Regions from separate parts of the Mus musculus genome. Here regions 1 and 3 are each linked to region 2. The links are chromatin contacts, called in public HiChIP or PLAC-seq maps. All regions are on one chromosome and are shown on one strand. Each heading gives the region's core, a stretch centred on a gene start, on an enhancer-like site or on the middle of the called end of the contact. The rest is flanking DNA. Distances are from core to core; before and after follow the strand shown.

Region 1 (3,090 bases), core at 468-2,967, 110 kb before region 2:
GCTGCCAGGGCAGTGCCAGTGGAGGCTGAGTAGCCTGAGAGGGTCATCTCTATCCAGTGGTGATGAAGCTTTCTCCAGGATGCCTGCATCACTGGAGACCCGCCAGGAGCAGTAAGTGGTACTGTTCACATCCCAGCACGGGAGGCATCAGCAATGAACGAACAGAGATCTGAATTCCCCACTCCGCTTACCTCCTCTCATCCTAATATCAATGGAGGAGGTGAAATACTTCATCTCCCAGAGAGTAAGAAGGAGGCCGAGTCCCCAGTATTTCTGCAGGGATGATGTCAGAGGAGATTTACCGAAGATGCAGAATGCTAAGATAGAATGCCTAAAATATCCAGGTTTTAATTTAAAACAATCATGAGAAGCAAAAAAAATATGTTGAAGACAAGAGAAACCCACTACACATAGAAACAAACATTGACAGAGGAAGTGAGGATGTACCAACGAGCACTGTACAACAGCATCGTAAAAATGTTCCAACCAGCAACCGCAAATGCACATGAAACAAATGAAGAAATTGATACTCAATGGAAGCAATAAAAAATTTCAGCAAATAGAAGACATAAAGAAGCAAAACACAAATAACATTTTACAAATAAAACAGTAGCCTATATATAAACCTACTGGGAACAACAGAATGGATAAAAGGTAGCATAAAAACCAAACAAAACCTTAGACAGACTGGCAGGAAGTAGCAAACTTGGAAAGAACAGACTGAAAGATATGCATGCCAGAGGCTATGGGTAACACAAAACAACACCTTCTAAGTTATTACATCAATGTCAGTGGCAATGTCGGTGAGGGGAAGTTACATCACTGTGTCATTTGTCGTGTGCACAGTGAAGATGTTAAGTGATGAGTGACGAATTCTCTTCAGATCTACACAGCTTCAAACTGAAGAACTAAGCCAGGCAAAGCTCTTCTCCCATCACTGTGGGGGAGGGGGGCTCTCTTGTGCAGAGAAAACACTCTTCACAGTGGAAAAAAAAGTCACTTTGCAAGTGCCAATGAGTTCTCTCGGGGTTCATCCAAACAAAGCCCAATTTTAATGGCCTGAGAGAACCATGCTCAGGGCTCTTTTCAGTCTTCATTTATTTCTAGTAAAGAGGACTGGGATGTGCATGTGCATATGTGTGTGCATGTGCATATTCAAGAGCATGCACGTGTGTGGGTGTGTTACATGTGTATGTGTGTACATGTGTGTGCACATGTGTTACATGTGTGTGTGCATGCATACATGCATGTGCACATGTGTGTGCGTGTGTACATGTGTATGTGTGCGTGTGTGTATAAACATAGAGTCAGATTTTTACAAAAGCTAGATATCCTCAACTCACAAATTTTCCATCAAAAGTCCAGTTTTTTGATGGAAAGCCACTAAACCTGAAGAGACCCAATCACAATTTGTTTTAAAAGCACAAGACTTTGGTTATTGGAGGAGACAGAAAAAATAGAAATGGGGCCTCATTTAGCTAAAACTGAAACTCCAAGTGAAAATCAATACAGAACCATTTTCCATTTTTTTTAAAATGGGACATGAGCTACCCCAGTCCTTTACTCAGTTTTATTAACAACAATAGGATTCCAACATCAGGTCCCCAGACCACGTACACTGCCCCTCGTCCCTTAAGAACACTTCCAGGTGTGAGGTGAAGTGTCTTTACTCCCCGTGCGTTAGTGACACATCTAATTCTTAGACAGGAAGTCTGCATGGCACAGGACAGGAACACTCTGCAGATGTGCTGAGTCGTCACACAACCCAGCCAGGGACATCGACACCACACAGGGAGTCCCAGTTGTAACTCCACTCGACCGTTTCCAAACAATGCAAAAGTGTAGAGGACTGTATCAAATATAAGACTCTTTCAAAAGGATCTATGGTGTTTGTTTTGTTTTCTTTTGTTTTTTAATAAAAAAACAATCAGTCTTCTTGGCTGAAGATTGGCAAATGTGTTTTCAACCTCAGCAGTTCTGAAACTGACTCTTGTCGGTCCTGGTAGAAGCTGAGGCCAGTGATGAGTTCCACGTCTGTGACCCGAGCTCTGTGCAAGGTCAGCAACTCCTCGACCCATGAAGACTCCCGCTTCCCATGCTAGGACAGAAGATGAAGAAGTCACCAGAGAGCACTCAGTTCACGTTCCCAGTAAGGTCCCCCTCTTCTCAGCTTATTTACTTAGGACATTTTAGGCTGAGAAATGACAGAAGTCACAGGTGTGTGTGTGTGTGTGTGTGTGTGTGTGTGTGTGTGTGTGTGTGTGTGTGTGTGTTGCCTGAATGCATTACCTGAGCATCATGAAAATCAGGTGATCAAATCTCCTGGAACTAGAATTATTGATGGTTGCTAGTTATACTATTTAGTGCTAAGAGTCCAACCCAGGGCTACTGGAAAAGCAGCTAGTGTTCTTAACCACTGAACCATCTCTCTTGCCCCAGCGGGCCAAAGCCAGGCTGGGTTTAAAGATCAAGTATAAGATGTGAGCAACTATATCAAACCAACTCTAGTTATCACGGGAATGTGTCATCTTTATGGTCTCATGGAACTGGGGTTGCAAAATACATAAGATGAAATTTCATTTCTGAAGAGAATAAAGACCTAAACAATATGTGATCAGAAAAAAACCAAAGGCAGACTTTCTGGTCCATGGAAGTAGAGAACATAGTTAAATCAGATAGCAGGGATAGAAAGGATGCATCCATATTCTATAAGCATTTCTGAAAATGGCCATGGGAAAGGGTCAAAGACGTGTATCAGAAAGGTCTATGGGGCCAGGAAGATGCTGCCAAACCTGGCTGCATGAGCTTCATCCCCAGGCTGGGGAAGGAGGGAGCCAACTTCTGAAAGATGTTCTCTGAGTTTCACACACATTTGCTCACACACATGTGCACACACGTACATGCTCACACACATGCTCTCACACACACATGCTCACACACATGTGCACACACACACACACACATTACTAATAAATGTAATTGTTTTTAAAGCCCCATGCACTCTTGGGATCTTATTAGTAGAAAATAATAAAGAGTTTTACCATAAAAAGCAGAACAGAAACCTCGCATTTCCCATCAAACTTAAATCAG
Region 2 (3,165 bases), core at 222-2,721:
TTTAATGTTGTAGCCACTGGCAATGTGTTCACACTCTAGTACATAACCCCACACCCATTCGGAGGAAAAGTAATGAAACCTACACACACACAGATATAAACTAGAGGGTGTGTTAGGAAGATGAAAGGGGGCCAGAAGTGTTAAATGGGGATTAAAAGAAGGGAATGGGGATAATATATATCAAGTGCATTTGATACATGTATAGAATTGCCCAAAATAAAATTTCAGATATATTAAAACAAATGGGGAAAGAAGTCAATTCACTTTCCTCTAGTAGGAAAATTATTATTTTTTTAAACATATCTTTTCCTACCTATCAACAAATAACTCCACGAATTTTTCTGTCAGCCACTAAATAAAGGCAATGCTACCATCAGGCTGGAAAAAAGAAAGAAAGAGAGAGAGAGAGAGAGAGAGAGAGAGAGAGAGAGAGAGAGAGAGAGAGAGGGAGGGAGGGAGGGAGGGAGGGAGGGAGGGAGGGAGGGAGAGAGAGAGAGAGAGAGAGAGAGAGAGAGAGAGAGAGAGAGAGAGAGAGAAGAAAAAACATTTAACACAGACTTATGAGCCATTAAAAATAAGCTGGTTTCATCTCTATTTCACCTGGCTCGTGCCTGGTGAAACTGGGAGGTGACGTCATGATCTTTGTGTAGATCGAAAGTACAGCGAGTTCCAGGTGAAGGTTACTCAGGTCTGTGTGTGAGAAGCTGTGTTCAGAGAGGGCTCACAGGCCACCTCAGCAGTTCTCACGGGAGGACTGAGGTCAGCTCGAAGGTTGATTGAAATAAAAGTGATGTTGTCAAGTGGAGTGGACAGTGAAGATGCCAAGTACTGAGAGTCTGAACCAGGAACCGCAGCTGAAAAGAAAAGCTCCGGTGTTTGCCTGTGAGAAAAAGAGATTCAGGAACTTTATGTTTCCAGGACTAAATAACATAACATAACATAACATAACATAACATAACATAACATAACATAACATAAATGGGTGCTTCAGGGTGGAGTTAACGGCTGGATGTTTACTGACATCTGATTCAGGAAGGAACGCCTCAGATGCGTTATCCATTTTATCCTCGTGTGCTGTGTGAAGATCCGAACAACCGCTCTTTAAAGCATCTGTGCCCTTGAAAGCTGCCTCTCTTGTGTATCCAGACCCACCTCCCCGAACTGGACACAACTGTTTCTCTCTCTGTCGGTTCTCAAGGTGGAAGTGTGAAGCAGTTAAGATTCCTGGGTCTGGACTGTAGCTGAGGCTCTGTGGGTAGAGCACCTGCCTAGCATTCACAAAGTTTTGGGTTAGATTCCTAGTGCAGCATAAAACAGGGCGTGGTGGCGTACACCTTTCGTTCTGGCACTGGAGAGGGGGAGGCAGGAAGATCAGGAGTTCAAAGTTAACCTTTGCTAGCTACATCGAAAGTTTGAGCCAGTCTATGATAAGATACTCGAGAGTCCCCGTCTCAGAACAGAGAAAGAAAGAAACTGCAGAGGAAACTTATTTACCTAAAGGGCGGAGGTGCTAACCCACTTCCTGTGATCAGGGGTGACTTCGTAAACTGAAAGGATATCAAAGTTGGTAGTATTGCTCAGTGGTACAGCACCTGCCCTGGGCTCAAGCTAGCAAGAAGGGAAGAATGGGAAGAAGGGAAGGGAAGGAGAAGGAAGGAACAGCTATAAAGCCCCAAATTAACGTGAAAGCCCCACCTGCCTAGGAACTGGAACGCTGGGAATTGTAGTTCTTGGAAAAATAACAAAGCCTCATGGGAAAGTATGTTGCCTATAGCTTTGTCCTTGTTAAATCCCTTCAACAAGTGGCTCACGGCCATCTCAGCTGGGAAATCCCAGGGAATGATCCTGACCAAAGTCAACCTCATGGTCAGTATTTACTATTTAATAACGCTTGCTTTACATTTGGCCCAAAATGATGGAATTGGCATCTCTCTGGTGAATCTCAGGATTAACGCTGTAAAGGGGGGACAAAGAGGGAGGACGAAAGGAAAAAGAAAGAACACAGAAGGCAGAGCCTATAAATGTCACAGACCTGTGGTGACCCAGTCTCATCAAAATATAGAATGACACAGCACAAACCTCTCATACCCTGTGGCAGTTGTTTCCTGCTTTGTAAGTGGGATTCCAGCACTTTCCTATGCCTGTAACACTTTGGAAATGGGTAACCATTTCCTGGATAAGAAGGTCAGTTCGATTACTCCAGTTCAATAAACATTTTTGAATTTGGGCTTCTGTGCCTTTAATAAGCATGCTTACCTTCAAATTAGTTTTGGTTTATAGGCGCCCCCTCAGAAGGAGTGCTTGAGAAGAAAGGAACCCTTTCAAAAAGACCTCGGGAGATATATGAAAAGATTCTTTGAAAGCCACTGCACTGGAAACTGCCTTCCAACGGCTGCTGTTGGCTGCAGCGATCAGTTTGAATGAATTGGGCGGCTTAGCTTTATTTTTAGTTTCTAATAGTTCACTTTTTCCTATTATCATCAAATAAACCAAATATCCTGATCTTTCTGCTGTTCACTTTACAAGAAAACTAGCAACTCCTCTAGTAACTTTCCCAGAGGATTCTGCATGTCTGCGAGGCTGTGGCTAAAGAGAGCTCCTGGGTACACATTTAAGAAAATAGACATCTGAACCCTCAGTTTTGTTAAATGGCAGTGTTGTTAGAACACTGAGTCTTGGGGATATGGAATGGGAAGGTGTCGTGTTTACTAAAGAAGTGACTTCCGAGATGCCTTGTTTAGACAGAGGTGGAGGAAGGGAGTCACATTATCCAACGCTGTGTGAGTTTTGGCAGTAGAAGGACGCACAGAAGCAGAGTAAAGAAACTACTGCCATGCCCAGGCCATGGGATGGTTAAGGGGAAGGTTCACATCATGGGCAAAGGAGAAAATATCCGGAGGCATCTGGAAGGGTACAGAGCAGAGAGAAAGGGAAGCAGAGTGGATCCTTCCAGGGCTGTCTGTGAGAGAAGGAAAAATAGCAGGGACAAGGGGGAGGGAAGAGATGTTTGCCCCATAAAGAGAGCAAACAGGTATGAGGGAGGAGGCGCAGGGGCTTGGAGTAGGGACTCTGAAATGTATCAACCATCCTTGTGAGTAGGCACTGAAGGAACTGGAAGCTAGTGTGAGTTCTGACACACAGATTTAGGAACCTACCGCATGTCCC
Region 3 (2,877 bases), core at 340-2,839, 81 kb before region 2:
TTTAACTACACAGCAAGTCTAAGGCTAGCCTAGGTTACACAAGACATCTCAAAAAATTAAACACAAAATTGAATGGCTATTCAGTTTTACCCAGATGATGACAGAAGCTAGTAGTCTACATGAGTTGTATACTATTGTTTCCAAAATTGTCATACTATTTTAGCTTGAAAACTAAGGAAGCAAGTAAGTATTTTCCCAAAATTCTCAAGAATAATAAATATGAATAGTCATGGTCAAGGGTTAAGACACTAGGACAACCAATTAAGCTAGAAGTATTTTTGGAGCGGTTTCCAAGATCTACAATATCAACACTAGTGGTCTTGAAAGTTCACCGCTTTGCAATGGAGAAGTTTGGTAAAACAGTGAGACGCTTCACAGTACTTTTCCAAAAACATCCCCCCTCCCTCATCCATCTCCAAAGTCGTGACCCTTCAGTACTCAACGCTGAAGTTACTCACTCAGCTTGCTAATGACAGGAAGAAGTCCACCCCAGGTGTGCAAATACTCAGCTCTGAATCCATCCAAAGAAAACAAGAGAGTAGGGGGTGATTCAAACCTGGTAAAGAGTAAAAGAAAACTGTGTAAAGAGACAAAATGAAGACACAGCCAATGAGGATGCCCTCTCCCTGGCTCCACCCTCTCCCTGGCCCCACCCTCTCCCTGGCTCCACCCTCGTGAAGGTTTCTCATTGAGGTCAGCATGCAACTGAAATTATCTGAAAAGTCAGCAAGAACATAAGAGAACATCCTTCATGCATTTATATTTGTATACATATTTTATCAAAAAGTTATTCACATGCATGTATCACCATTAATATTTATAAGGATCCATACTGTTTTGAGCTACAACATAGAAACTTCAATCATATTTTCTGACATTACAAAAGTTTGGTCAAATGATATTGTCATATTATAAGATTTTCAAACTTTCTAAGAAACTAAATTTGACAAGTAAACAACATTTTCCCCATTAATTCTTTTTCTGAACAAATCTCTGTCTCTCCTTCAGTAGATGGTGCCTCATTAGGCATAAAACATATGCTATAATTAGGCTTTGTTGCTTTCTTTTTATACGCTGAGGATCAAGTCCAGGTCTGTCCCCACTAATGCTAGGCATGCGCTCTGCCCATCAGCTGCATCCCTGGCCGTATTTAATATTTAAGTTCAGTATATTTTGAAGAGATAAGTATGTGGTGCAGAAGCCTGAAAGACACAGTGTTCATATATTTAAACAATGAAGTGGCTGGAAATGTTGAAAGATGAGTTCACAGAAAGACACAGAGGTGTGTGCCACAGAAAGCCCAAGAGGGCATAAAACACTGTATCAGGTACACTTGACAAAAGAGAATAGCTAGCCATGGATTCAAAACAAAACAAACAAACAAACAAACAGCCATGGCTCAGAAATTGCATCCAGACACTTTCGCTAATGGATGGTAGAAAAGTTGCATCACTTTATAGCTAAACAACAGTGATCATCTTGCCCACAGTTTCTCAGAACTTTAAAATCTGAGGGTGAATGAGCTTTCGCTCTCACATCTTCTCAGCCCTCCCATTTTAACCAAAAGCAACCACACCAAAGGAAGAACTTTGTTATACAATTCTCAGTAACTACTCTTGATAACCTGGCCCTCCTGGGTGAGTGTAATCAAATGTGTATAGTCTCAGTCACTGCACAAAACTATGTCAATCAACAAAAGCCATAAAATTCAGGTCACTGAAATGCCAGGTAATGTAATTTCTCAGAATAAAATGCTCTGAATTATGCCAGGAGTTCTAGTTTCCAGTAAAGATCTTACGTTATGCCGGACGTGGTGGCGCACGCCTTTAATCCCAGCACTTGGGAGGCAGAGGCGGGTGAATTTCTGAGTTCGAGGCCAGCCTGGTCTACAAATTGAGTTCCAGGACAGCCAGGGCTATACAGAGAAACCCTGTCTTGAAAAAACAAACAAACAAACAAACAAAAACGAAAAACAACAAAAAAAGATCTTACGTTATACTTTAAAGCAACAATTAACATTTAGAAAGAAAAATTGAGCAAGTCTAAAATTTTAGTATATCTTGGCATTTTAAAAAGCAGTTTAGAGAGGACCCTCCCCCCTAAAAGCCCTCTTCTGGTGAAATTATTTAGTTTAGGTTTAGTTTTAGTTGTCATTACTACTGTTTCAAACAACAACAAAAAATGTTGTATGACAAAATAAATACATACATGAACAAAATAAGATTAAAATACAGGTTTAAAGTATTTTAAAGTCTAAAAAACTTTTAAACTGGTAAAAAAAATGTATTTCTGCCACATGGTAGTGATACATGCCTTTAATCCCAGCACTACAAAGACAGAGGCAGGTAGATCTCTGAGTTCTAGACCAGCCTGGCCTATAGAGGGAGTTCCAGGACAGCAAGGGCTACACAGAGAAAGCCTGTCTCAAAATAAAATAAAATAAAATAAAATAAAATAAAATAAAATAAAATGTTTTTTGACATGAATAGTTCAAAAAAGAACACAGATGAATTACAAAACTCATGTAGCTGGGTCTTTAATCCCAGCAGTTGGGAGGCAGAGGCAGGTGGATTTCTGAGTTCGAGCCCAGCCTGGTCTACAGAGTGAGGTCCAGGACAGCCAGGGCTACACAGAGAAACCCTGTCTTGAAATTAAAAAAAAAAAAAAATCATGTAACTTTTTCTCACAGATGTGTTATTTATGCTAAAAGTGCATAAAATTGAAAAAAATTTAAAGAACTGCAATGTGCTACAAGTTCAACACCAAAAACTCCATAGTAGAGCCAAGATGCTTTCTTCCGTAGAAGGCTACAGACACACCACCACACTCACGGATAACAGCCGCTATTACTCATGGTGTTTCTTTCTACTGGCTTCC

What was found. HiChIP or PLAC-seq counts read pairs in DNA pulled down with a chosen protein or histone mark.
Region 1: an H3K27ac HiChIP or PLAC-seq map of regulatory T cell precursor shows a contact between it and region 2, with 5 times the contacts expected there. The contact joins two enhancer-like sites. A contact is called at or near these places in 1 of 39 promoter capture datasets (the 3T3-L1 cell line), 3 of 15 datasets of contacts at CTCF or cohesin (CD8 T cells, the G1E-ER4 cell line and the NIH/3T3 cell line), 30 of 484 Hi-C or Micro-C datasets (3T3-L1-derived adipocytes, CD4 T cells, CD8 T cells and 9 more) and 13 of 115 datasets of contacts at active chromatin or transcription factors (CD8 T cells, T-cell acute lymphoblastic leukemia, acute myeloid leukemia and 9 more).
Region 3: a BATF HiChIP or PLAC-seq map of CD8 T cells shows a contact between it and region 2, with 8 read pairs. The contact joins two enhancer-like sites. A contact is called at or near these places in 1 of 15 datasets of contacts at CTCF or cohesin (the NIH/3T3 cell line), 1 of 484 Hi-C or Micro-C datasets (liver), 1 of 115 datasets of contacts at active chromatin or transcription factors (CD8 T cells) and 2 of 9 other capture datasets (embryonic stem cells and pancreatic islet).

What each region holds. Positions count from the first base shown.
Region 1 is chr10:24,639,879-24,642,968 of GRCm38.p6, forward strand. It overlaps Enpp1 (ectonucleotide pyrophosphatase/phosphodiesterase 1), which reads right to left. Exons shown (of 25, transcript NM_008813.4): 25 at 1-2,098. The coding sequence ends at 1,928. Among named protein-coding and RNA genes, the nearest start is that of Gm15270, 46 kb to the left of the region's middle. Within about 2 kb of position 1,718, at least 56 of the 459 cell types and tissues checked have an H3K27ac peak or open chromatin away from gene starts, as enhancers often do. A contact at or near this core is called in CD8 T cells, CD8 central memory T cells, T-cell acute lymphoblastic leukemia and 6 more, where this site is marked.
Region 2 is chr10:24,753,015-24,756,179 of GRCm38.p6, forward strand. No RefSeq gene overlaps it. Among named protein-coding and RNA genes, the nearest start is that of Enpp1, 42 kb to the left of the region's middle. Within about 2 kb of position 1,472, at least 110 of the 459 cell types and tissues checked have an H3K27ac peak or open chromatin away from gene starts, as enhancers often do. A contact at or near this core is called in CD8 T cells, CD8 central memory T cells, T-cell acute lymphoblastic leukemia and 6 more, where this site is marked.
Region 3 is chr10:24,671,557-24,674,433 of GRCm38.p6, forward strand. It overlaps Enpp1 (ectonucleotide pyrophosphatase/phosphodiesterase 1), which reads right to left. Exons shown (of 25, transcript NM_008813.4): 6 at 459-556. Among named protein-coding and RNA genes, the nearest start is that of Enpp1, 39 kb to the right of the region's middle. Within about 2 kb of position 1,590, at least 9 of the 459 cell types and tissues checked have an H3K27ac peak or open chromatin away from gene starts, as enhancers often do. A contact at or near this core is called in CD8 T cells, where this site is marked.